Linked DNA regions of Sus scrofa: regions 1 and 3 are each linked to region 2. The links are chromatin contacts, called in public Hi-C maps. All regions are on one chromosome and are shown on one strand. The core of a region is the stretch at or near the end of the contact, and the rest is flanking DNA. Distances in the headings are between cores, read along the strand shown.

The links. A called contact is a pair of places that touch in the nucleus more often than the background predicts.
Region 1: a contact with region 2 is called in a Hi-C map of subcutaneous adipose tissue, with 5 times the contacts expected there. The contact joins the promoter of GPR108 here to the promoter of LOC100738906 in region 2. A contact is called at or near these places in 2 of 47 Hi-C or Micro-C datasets (liver and subcutaneous adipose tissue).
Region 3: a Hi-C map of liver shows a contact between it and region 2, with 6 times the contacts expected there. The contact joins the promoter of DNAJB1 here to the promoter of LOC100738906 in region 2. A contact is called at or near these places in 2 of 47 Hi-C or Micro-C datasets (heart right ventricle and liver).

The regions. Positions count from the first base shown.
Region 1 is chr2:72,416,739-72,419,584 of Sscrofa11.1, forward strand. It overlaps GPR108 (protein GPR108), which reads left to right and starts at 1,483. Exons shown (of 18, transcript XM_021083982.1): 1 at 1,483-1,652; 2 at 2,411-2,530. The coding sequence starts at 1,533.
Region 2 is chr2:68,676,150-68,678,996 of Sscrofa11.1, forward strand. LOC100738906 (zinc finger protein 177-like) reads right to left here and starts at 1,502. Exons shown (of 6, transcript XM_021083777.1): 1 at 1,287-1,502.
Region 3 is chr2:64,760,063-64,763,044 of Sscrofa11.1, forward strand. DNAJB1 (DnaJ heat shock protein family (Hsp40) member B1) reads left to right here and starts at 1,610. Exons shown (of 3, transcript NM_001244430.1): 1 at 1,610-1,944. The coding sequence starts at 1,734.

The DNA of each region.
Region 1 (2,846 bases), core at 233-2,732, 3.7 Mb after region 2:
CTTTCCCCATCTGCTGTCCGGTTCGGTTCGTACTTGCACCTGCCCATTTTCCAGTCGCATGCATTAAGGCCCAATCAGGTTTAAAAGTCTCCAAATCCTAGGATTCCGACAATGTCTCCTTTCTCCCCTCCAACCCCCTTGCCCTGGGGCTTGGAAGTCCGTCGCCTCTCATAAAAGTCTGTTCACACCTTGTTAATTCCTTTGAGGCACTGGGATAAAAGGGGAGAAATCTCTGCAGCAACCTCTTTCATCCTCTCCTGCTTTAGGTGCTTTCTCTTTGGCTACAGAGGTGACAGCCGCCCTGCTGGGGCTGGGGGCCCCGAGCCCCCAGGGCAGGTTAGGCTCTGAGTCCGCAGGCTCCCTGTACACAGGTGGGAAGCCCAGGAGGATAGCTCCAGGAGCCCACACTGGGACAGATGGCTCTACGGGGACCTGGCCCCACCTGCTGGTGGCTTGTGAGTTAGAAAACCTGAAATTGTAAAGTGGACCTGTGTTCCAGAGGTTAAAGGATCAGGAACTCAGTCAGGACCTCGGCCTGGGATCTGGGACTCAGTTGCTCAGCCTGAGAGTAGGGTCTCAACCTCTAACTGAAATTGGGATTGATCTCAAGTCCTCATCACAGTTGGGATAGGGTCTGGGATCAGAGCCTTAGCAGAAGGGTCAGCCACCCAAATGAAGGCCTCAGATTCAGACTGAGGTCCAGGGATCAGTCCTTATCTGAAGTCAGGGGTTAGTCCTAATCTGAGGTCAGAGCTCAGTCCAGGTGGAAGCTCAACCAGGTATAGGTTGAGGGTAAAAACGGGTGGGGGAGTCAGGGTTTCAGGCTGAGGTCAGGGCTCAGCCTGAGACAAGACTAGCCTGGAACCTGGGGGTGAGCCTCCAGTTGCCTCACTCCAGGATAGAAGCGTCCACCTAAGGCTGGGAATTCAGCCTGGGATCATAGGTCACCCAAGGGTCAAGATTTAGCTTGGGGCTAGGTTTTGGCCTCTCCGTGGATCAGGAAGATTAGGAGAGAAGATAGGCTTCAGCAAATGCATGTGTTTACCAAAAGCCTGAACTTTGGCTGGGAGCCACATCCCTGGGGTACAAAGGGGAAGTCCGTCCTTAGGGATACTGGGAAATGTAGTTTATTGAAGGCTCCCAATGAGCCGTCTGCTACCCCTCCGTTTTGGGTAATGTAGTTCTGAACTGGTCAGTCAGTTAAGGGTGGATGGAGGAATTCCCCTTTGGGGGCCGGATATCAGATCCATCACAATTGGTTGGAGGGTCTGTTTATCAAATTACATCAGGGACAATCCTTCTAGTGATTGGTGAGAGTGGAGGCGGGATTAACTGACATCAGCATTCCCATTCGGAACCGGTGCTGTCCATTTGGTGTCGTAAAGGGGGCGGCCTCGAGAGGAGAAGATCGATGATTGGTTGAGCGGGCCGAAAATGCCAAAGAGTCGGCCCCCACCGTACGGCGATTGGTTCACCGGTAGGCGGGCCTGGAGGCGTCAGAGGCGGTATCAGGGGAGGCGGTGGCTCCAGAGATGGCAGTGAGCGAGAGGAGGGGGCTCGCCCGCGGGAGACCCGCGGAGTGGGGCCAGCGGCTCTTTCTGCTGCTGCTGTTAGGAGGCTGCTCTGGGCGCATCCACCGGCTGACGCTGACGGTGAGTCCTGCCGCGCAGCAGTCTTGAGTGGGGGACGCAGCTTTAGCCTGGAGAAGCCCCTGGCTTGGAGTGGTCTCGTCCTACCTCCCCCGCTCCTTACACGGGATGGAGCGGTCCGGCGCCCCCCGCGTCCAGGCCCGAAGTGGCCTCGTCCGAGGATCCCCCTCAATCCTCCCTTTGGAGTTGCCTGGCCGGCTGTGAGGGGGTCGTGCCCCGCCCACGGCTTGGGGCGGGGCTTCATCTCCGGGGACCCAGGACTCAGAGCCCTGTAAATTCTGGGGATCCATTTGGGGGCGCCAGGGGCCCTTAACACCGCCCAGGGAAGTCCCTGGGGGTTCTAGACTGGAGTCCTCTGAGTACTTATCGAGATCTTGGAGGCTCAGTTGAAATCTCTGCACTCTAGGGGCTCAGCTGGAATCAAAAAATTTTCTGGGAGGTGAGGGCCAGGCACTCCAAGATTCGTAACTCTGCTCTCCGGGTGGTACTCATCCAGTGGAGGGACTTCCAGGGGTCCCAGACTTTCTCTTCCTAGACTCTGAAAAGTGGCCAGAGGATCCGGGGCCACTCTGTCCCTTCCTGAGATTGGGGTCACAGCCTCCAGGGGTGGCCCTCTCAGCCTCTTCTGTCACCCTTTGGACCCGTCCTAAATCTAGGCATACCAGGAGGTGACCACAGCCCTTGGGGAAACCTCGTGCCACAACTCTGGGGCTGGGCTAGTGGGAAGTCTCAGCTGCTTCTGTCTCCTTCATCGCCGGCAGGGGGAGAAGCGAGCCGACATCCAGCTGAACAGCTTTGGCTTCTACACCAACGGCTCTCTGGAGGTAGACCTGAGCCTCCTGCGGCTGGGCCTCCAGGAGACAGAAGAGAAAGCTCCGCTGGTGAGGGGCTTTGAGGAGTGCGGTACTGGAGGAGGGAGAGGTGCAGAAGTTTCTGGGCTTCTCCCCCACAACCCCCCCCCCCCAGCTCTGGATTCCCATCCTAGCTATGCCTCTCACCCGTGTGATCTTGGGCAAGTCCCTTGGCCTCTCTTTCCTCATCTATAACATGGGAATAATAATATTTCCTGCAATATGTGCTAGGCACTGAGCCGGAGAGGGGTGGGGAGGGGAGCATGCCAGTGAACAAGACAGCCCAGTTCCTTGAATCAAATGAGTAGCTAAGAGTTCCTATTGTGGCTCAGCACGTTTCGAATCT
Region 2 (2,847 bases), core at 252-2,751:
GGATTGGTGGCATTTTGGGAGCACTGAGATGCAGGTTCAGCCACAGCAACGCTGGATCCTTAACCCACTGAGCAAGGCCAGGGATCAAACGGGCAACCTCATGGTTCCTAGTAGCATTCGTTTCTGCTGCGCAAGAACAGGAACTCCCTTAAGAAAAATTCTTTTTTTTTTTTTTTTTTTTTTTGTCCTTTTGCTATTTCTTGGGCTGCTCCCGCGGCATATGGAGGTTCCCAGGCTAGGGGTCGAATCGGAGCTGTAGCCGCCAGCCTACGCCACAGCCACAGCAACGCGGGATTCGAGCCGCGTCTGCGACCTACACCACAGCTCACAGCAAAGCTGGATCCTTAACCCACTGAGCAAGGGCAGGGATCGAACCCGCAACCTCATGTTCCTAGTCGGATTCGTTAACCACTGGGCCACGACGGGAACTCCAGAAAAATTCTTAAGGTAAGGTGTGAGAAATACTTTTGGAACCAAGGAGTCTATTTTGCTGAACTGCCTCCAAAATTATTTTTCGTCCAATTTCTCATCCATGAGTTTTGCAGGTCATTAAAAAAAAAAAATCCGGAGTTCCCCTCGTGGCGCAGTGGTTAACGAATCCGACTAGGAACCATGAGGTTGTGGGTTCGATCCCTGGCCTTGCTCAGTGGGTTAAGGATCCGGCGTTGCCCTGAGCTGTGGTGTAGGCTGCAGATGTGGCTCGGATCCCGCGTTGCTGTGGCTCTGGCGTAGGCCGGTGGCTACAGCTCCAATTTGACCCCTAGCCTGGGAACCTCCATATGCCCCGGAAGGGGCCCAAGAAATCACAGAAAGACAAAAAAAAAAAAAAAAAAAAAAAAAACCCACTTGGTCAAAACGCATCTCGTTTAAGGTTAGTAAATTCGATTTTCTGCTACTAATATTAGGAAAGCTGCTTCCTCCTTTTCCCAGAGAGTTCTGTTTTTAAGACATAAAACGTCATGTAATTCCCTTATACTTTAGGTTTCTATCACGCTTTAAATACAAGCATATGGTACCAACATTCACTTTAACAATATCAATATTAAGAGATCCCTATGTTCTAAAACTCTGCGGTGATTATAGCCTCTAGGAGAGTCGGAACTGACTTGGGAAGTACAGAGCTGAGTAATCTTTATGTAATTGTAAGACCTGTTATTTACGTTTTCACCTCCCTTTCGTTTTATTACACGTACGTATTTACACTGACCCTGGAAAACGGAGAAAGTATTTTTCCCAGACGAATTTATCAAACGTAAGTAACTGAAAAATCTATCTTAAAACCTCACCTCAATGCCGCTCACAAAAGCAAAAATCCCGGGTAAAATTTTCTTGTACGAGGAGGGCAAAAAGGGATTTCCTTGACTAAAATTCACCAGCGCCTCTCACCCGAAAAACCGACAAAATGCCGAGGTCACGAGGACGGAAGGACACGGAGACTCGGTCAACACCAGCGTGTCCCCTGTCGCTCGAGACCTCGCCTCCGAAGCTTCAGGGCCCCGCCCCCGCAGAGACCCGCCCTCTGGAGCCCCATCTCTCCGCCCCAACCTAGATCCCGCCCCAACTGAGCCCAGTCTCCCCGCCCTCTCCGAGACCCTGCCCTCTGGAGCTTTTTTTCCCCCGCCCTTAAAGAAACCCCGCCCTCCCGAGCCCATTTCCCCGCCCTCGCCTAGATCCCGCCCCCTTGAGCCTAGTTTTCCGGCCCCAGCAGACCCTGCTCCTCTGGATCCTGGTCTCCCCGCCTTTAAAGAGACCCCGCCCCCCGGGGCACCGTCTCCGGGCCCTCTCCGAGACCCCGCCCTCCCAGTGGCGGGGCCGTACTAGTCAGTGCCAGAGGCAGATCCCGAAGAAGGTCGTGGCGCTATAACGGGAAAGACGCTAGTCCTCCGAAAGCGAAAGGCTCAGAGCCCCGACCTAGGAAGGTCCTGAGGCGGCGGGAGGTGCTGCTACCGCGTCCTCCAGCCTTGGCCTAAGCAGTTCTAGTGTCCCCCCACTGGATGCCGTTGGGCCCCTCCTAGCGGGCTCCAATTGGGAGCCTTGGGGGCGGAGCCAGGCGAGAGGAGGGTGCTGGGGGGGGGGGGAGCACAGCTGTACAAAGTCGGTTGGGCGGGTCCTCGTGCGTGTCCTAGAAGGACCGTGCAGCCGGAGACTCAAAGAATGCTTTTTTCTGAGCTCTTGCAGCTTGGTGCTGGGAGACAATGTTTCAGAACTGGTTTGTTATACAGCAGTAAATAACCGATAAATCCCTCTTCACTATTCTTTATTTCCAAACTTTCTTGTCCTTCTCAAAAATGTTTCAAGTTCTTTGAACTTGTCTTAACATTTGTACATTAATCTTGGAGCTGTTAATTTAAATCTATCCAGTTTTTTGGGGTTTTTTTCTTTTTAGGGCCGCACCTGCGGCATCTGGAAGTTCCTGGGCAAGGGGTCGAATCAGAGCTGCAGCTGCGGACTATGCCACAGCAACGCCAAACCTGAGCCACATCGACCACCTAAGCCACAGCTTGTGGTAACACAGGATCCTTAACCTACTGAGCAAGGCCAGAGATCGAACCGAATTCTCATGGATACTACGTAGATTTCTTAACCCACCGAGCCACAACAGAAACTTCTATCTCGTTTTATATAATAAATAGTGGATTTTTAGACATTATGTATGTACATGTTTATATCTTTTATATATGTATAATTTTTTGGTTTTAAGCAGTTACTATTGTTTCCCTGAATACTTTTCTTTCATTCATTCATTTAGGGAATATTTGAGTCATGCATTCACAAAACTTTTATTTCAATTGGGGAGGAGGACAGATAGTAGAATAAATATATACAAGAGAACATGTCATACGTGAT
Region 3 (2,982 bases), core at 360-2,859, 3.9 Mb before region 2:
TATATGCCGCAGCTGTGGCCCTTAAAAAAAAAAAAAGCCAGAACTAGAAAGTTCCCATGTGGCACAGAAGTTAAGGATCCCAAGTTGCTGTAGCGCAGCACTGGTGGCAACGGGAGTGCAGTGTTTTTATGCTTTTTTTTTTTTTTTATCTTTTTAGGGCCACACCCTCGGCATATGGAGGTTCCCAGGCTAGGGGTCCAGTTGGAGCTACAGCTGCTGGCATGCACCACAGCTACAGCAACATCAGATCCAAGCCACCTCTGCAACCTACACCAAAGCTCACTGCAATGCCAAATCCTTAACTCATTAAGCAAGGCCAGGGATGGAATCCGCAACCTCATGGTTCCTAGTTACACGATGGGAACTCGTGGAGTGCAGGTTCAGTCCTTGGCCAGGGAACTTCTATATGCCGCCTGTGGCCAAACAAATAAAAAAACATAGCCGGGAATATTTAGGAAGAGTCAGACTGTTCTGACACTGAGACTCAGCACTGACAGAGGTCAGGCCCTGCTCTGATAGTGATCAAAGGCTGGGGGGGGGGTGACATTTAGCATGAAAACCAAGGAACAAGATAATTCCAAATTTCAGTGGGAGGTATTCTTGAGAAAATGGTAATAAAGCAAAAGGCTTGAGGGGTTAGACTGAGGAGACCTCTCCAGGGAGGTAAGCTTTGGTCCAGGGTCCTTGGCTCGCTTTACAGGGTCGGTATGGGTGAGGAGAGGGACAGTTCTGGGGCTCCCAACACTGAGGGTGAGTGGGGTTTTTTTTTTTGTTTTTGGTTTTTTTTTTTGCTTTTTGGGGCCCCACCCGCGGCACATGGCTCCACCCGATCAAATCCACAACCTCATGTCTCCCAGTCGGATGCGATTCCGCTGCGCCACGACCGGTAGGGGGGTATTTTTATTCCCGGATGGAAGCAGGTATCTGGGACAAGGAGCGATTAGGCAACTAGCCTTGAATCACCTGGCGTAAACTGATTCTCCCGCCCAGCGAGATGGGGGAAGGAAGCACCTCCTAGGGGAAGGGCGGGGCCTTTCGCAGCCCGGGGCCTTTCGCAGCCCCGCCCTACTCGAAGCACCGCATTTTTTTTTTTTTTTTTTTTTTTTTTTGTCTCCTCTAGGGCCGCACTGAGACATATGGAGATTTCCAGGCTAGGGGGTCCAATCGGAGCTGTAGCCGCCAGCCTGCGCCAGAGCCACAGCAACGCGGGATCCGAACCACGTCTGCGACCTACACCACAGCTCACGGAATCCCTGGATCCTTAACCCACTGAGCGAGGACAGGGATCCTAGTCAGATTCGTTAACCACTGAGCCAAGACTGGAACATCGAAGCACCCGCACTTTAACCTGTTGACCCAGGCAGGGGCGGAGTACGCGGCAGGCCCGGTCCCCGGAAGCACTGAAGCAAGGTCGCTATTGGTTCCCTCAGAGAGTGGGCGGGGCCTCAGACGCCCAGTGCCCGCGCTGCGGCGAAGCGTTGCCTAGGGCGGAGCGGGAAGGGGTGTGGCCACGCGCGGGCAGCCGTTGGCGGCGCGTCCCCGCCCCGGATGTCGCGCGTCGCAACCTGGGCAGCGACGATTGGTCGGAGCCGCGTGGGGGGCGGGGCGGAAGGTTCTGGAGGGGGCTGGCGGGCTCTGGAAGCTTCCGCCGGACGGGTATATAGAGTCCGGGACGGGGCGGTGGCGGAGCCGGGGTACGGCGACAGCTGGGCGGCAGGCCGCAGGCGGGGGCAATGGGCAAAGACTATTATCAGACGCTGGGCCTGGCCCGCGGTGCCTCGGACGAGGAGATCAAGAGAGCCTACCGCCGTCAAGCGCTGCGTTACCACCCGGACAAGAACAAGGAGCCCGGCGCCGAGGAGAAGTTCAAGGAGATCGCCGAGGCCTACGACGTGCTCAGCGACCCGCGCAAGCGCGAGATCTTCGACCGCTACGGGGAGGAAGGTGTGTGCGCGCGCGCAACTGGGGGTGCGCCACCGCTGTTTGACAGGCGGAGAGATCGAGGCACTGCGGTACCCCGGCGGCGTCCCCGGGGTAGCGCTAAGGGACCGGGGGACGAGCAGCCCCCGCCTTTTGGCCAAACAGGCCTCCGCCCTCGATTGGCGGCCTCCCGATGGGAGGAGGAGTCCTGGCCGCGCTGCTCGCCCAGAAGCTTCTAGTATGTCTGGGGCCGCCCGTCTCCGCCCACGTCCGCGATCCGTCGGTGGGGGAGAGGGTGCAGAAGGAGAGGGGGTAGAGTGCGCAGCCTTGATGATGGCGCTGCGGCCCCTCGGGCGCTGGGCTCACCTGGGCGAGGTGAGAGCCTCTGCCAGCCCAGGGTGCAGGGCGAGGCCTCTGGCTGAGCGCCGGGCGCAGGCTGCTTGCAGTGAGCTTGCAAATGAGAGTGCCAATTAGCGCCCAGCGACCTCCCGGGCGTCTTTGAGGGTGGAGTGAGGTAATCCCTGTAAAATGCTTACCTAGCCCCGTGCCAGACACGTAGTCGGTGGTCAAGGTGCAAGGAGCAGTAGGGCCCGCCTCTGCCCGGCCTCACCAGGATAGCTCTCTTGGGGAGGCGGGGGAGCGGGAGGAGAAGCTTTCTTGTTGTCCAGCTGCCTGTTGATGACTCAGATTGGTTTCTCGGTTTGGTCTTAAGAAAGAAATGACTTTTTATATATAAGAATGGTGGCACTTAGTGTCAGAGCGTGAGAATTTGAAATCTCCGATTGCTGTTTCACCTTCATTTCTACTCTCCCTACAGTCTCTAGCTCTAAAGTATTTCAGAGTAAACATTTGGTGAAAACTGACCCTGGATCACACCTTTTTCATTGGCTGTCTTGAGTTCTTTGTACTCCTTGTAACATTGTAGGAAAGATGGGTCACTCAAATGTGAAGACCTAGGTGGTGGCCCCAAGAGATGGCCATCTTAGAGCTCGAGCCCGTCTCCACTGTCAGGCCACAGTGAACTAACTACCTGTGGGTGATGGTGGTTCTGTTTTTGAGACT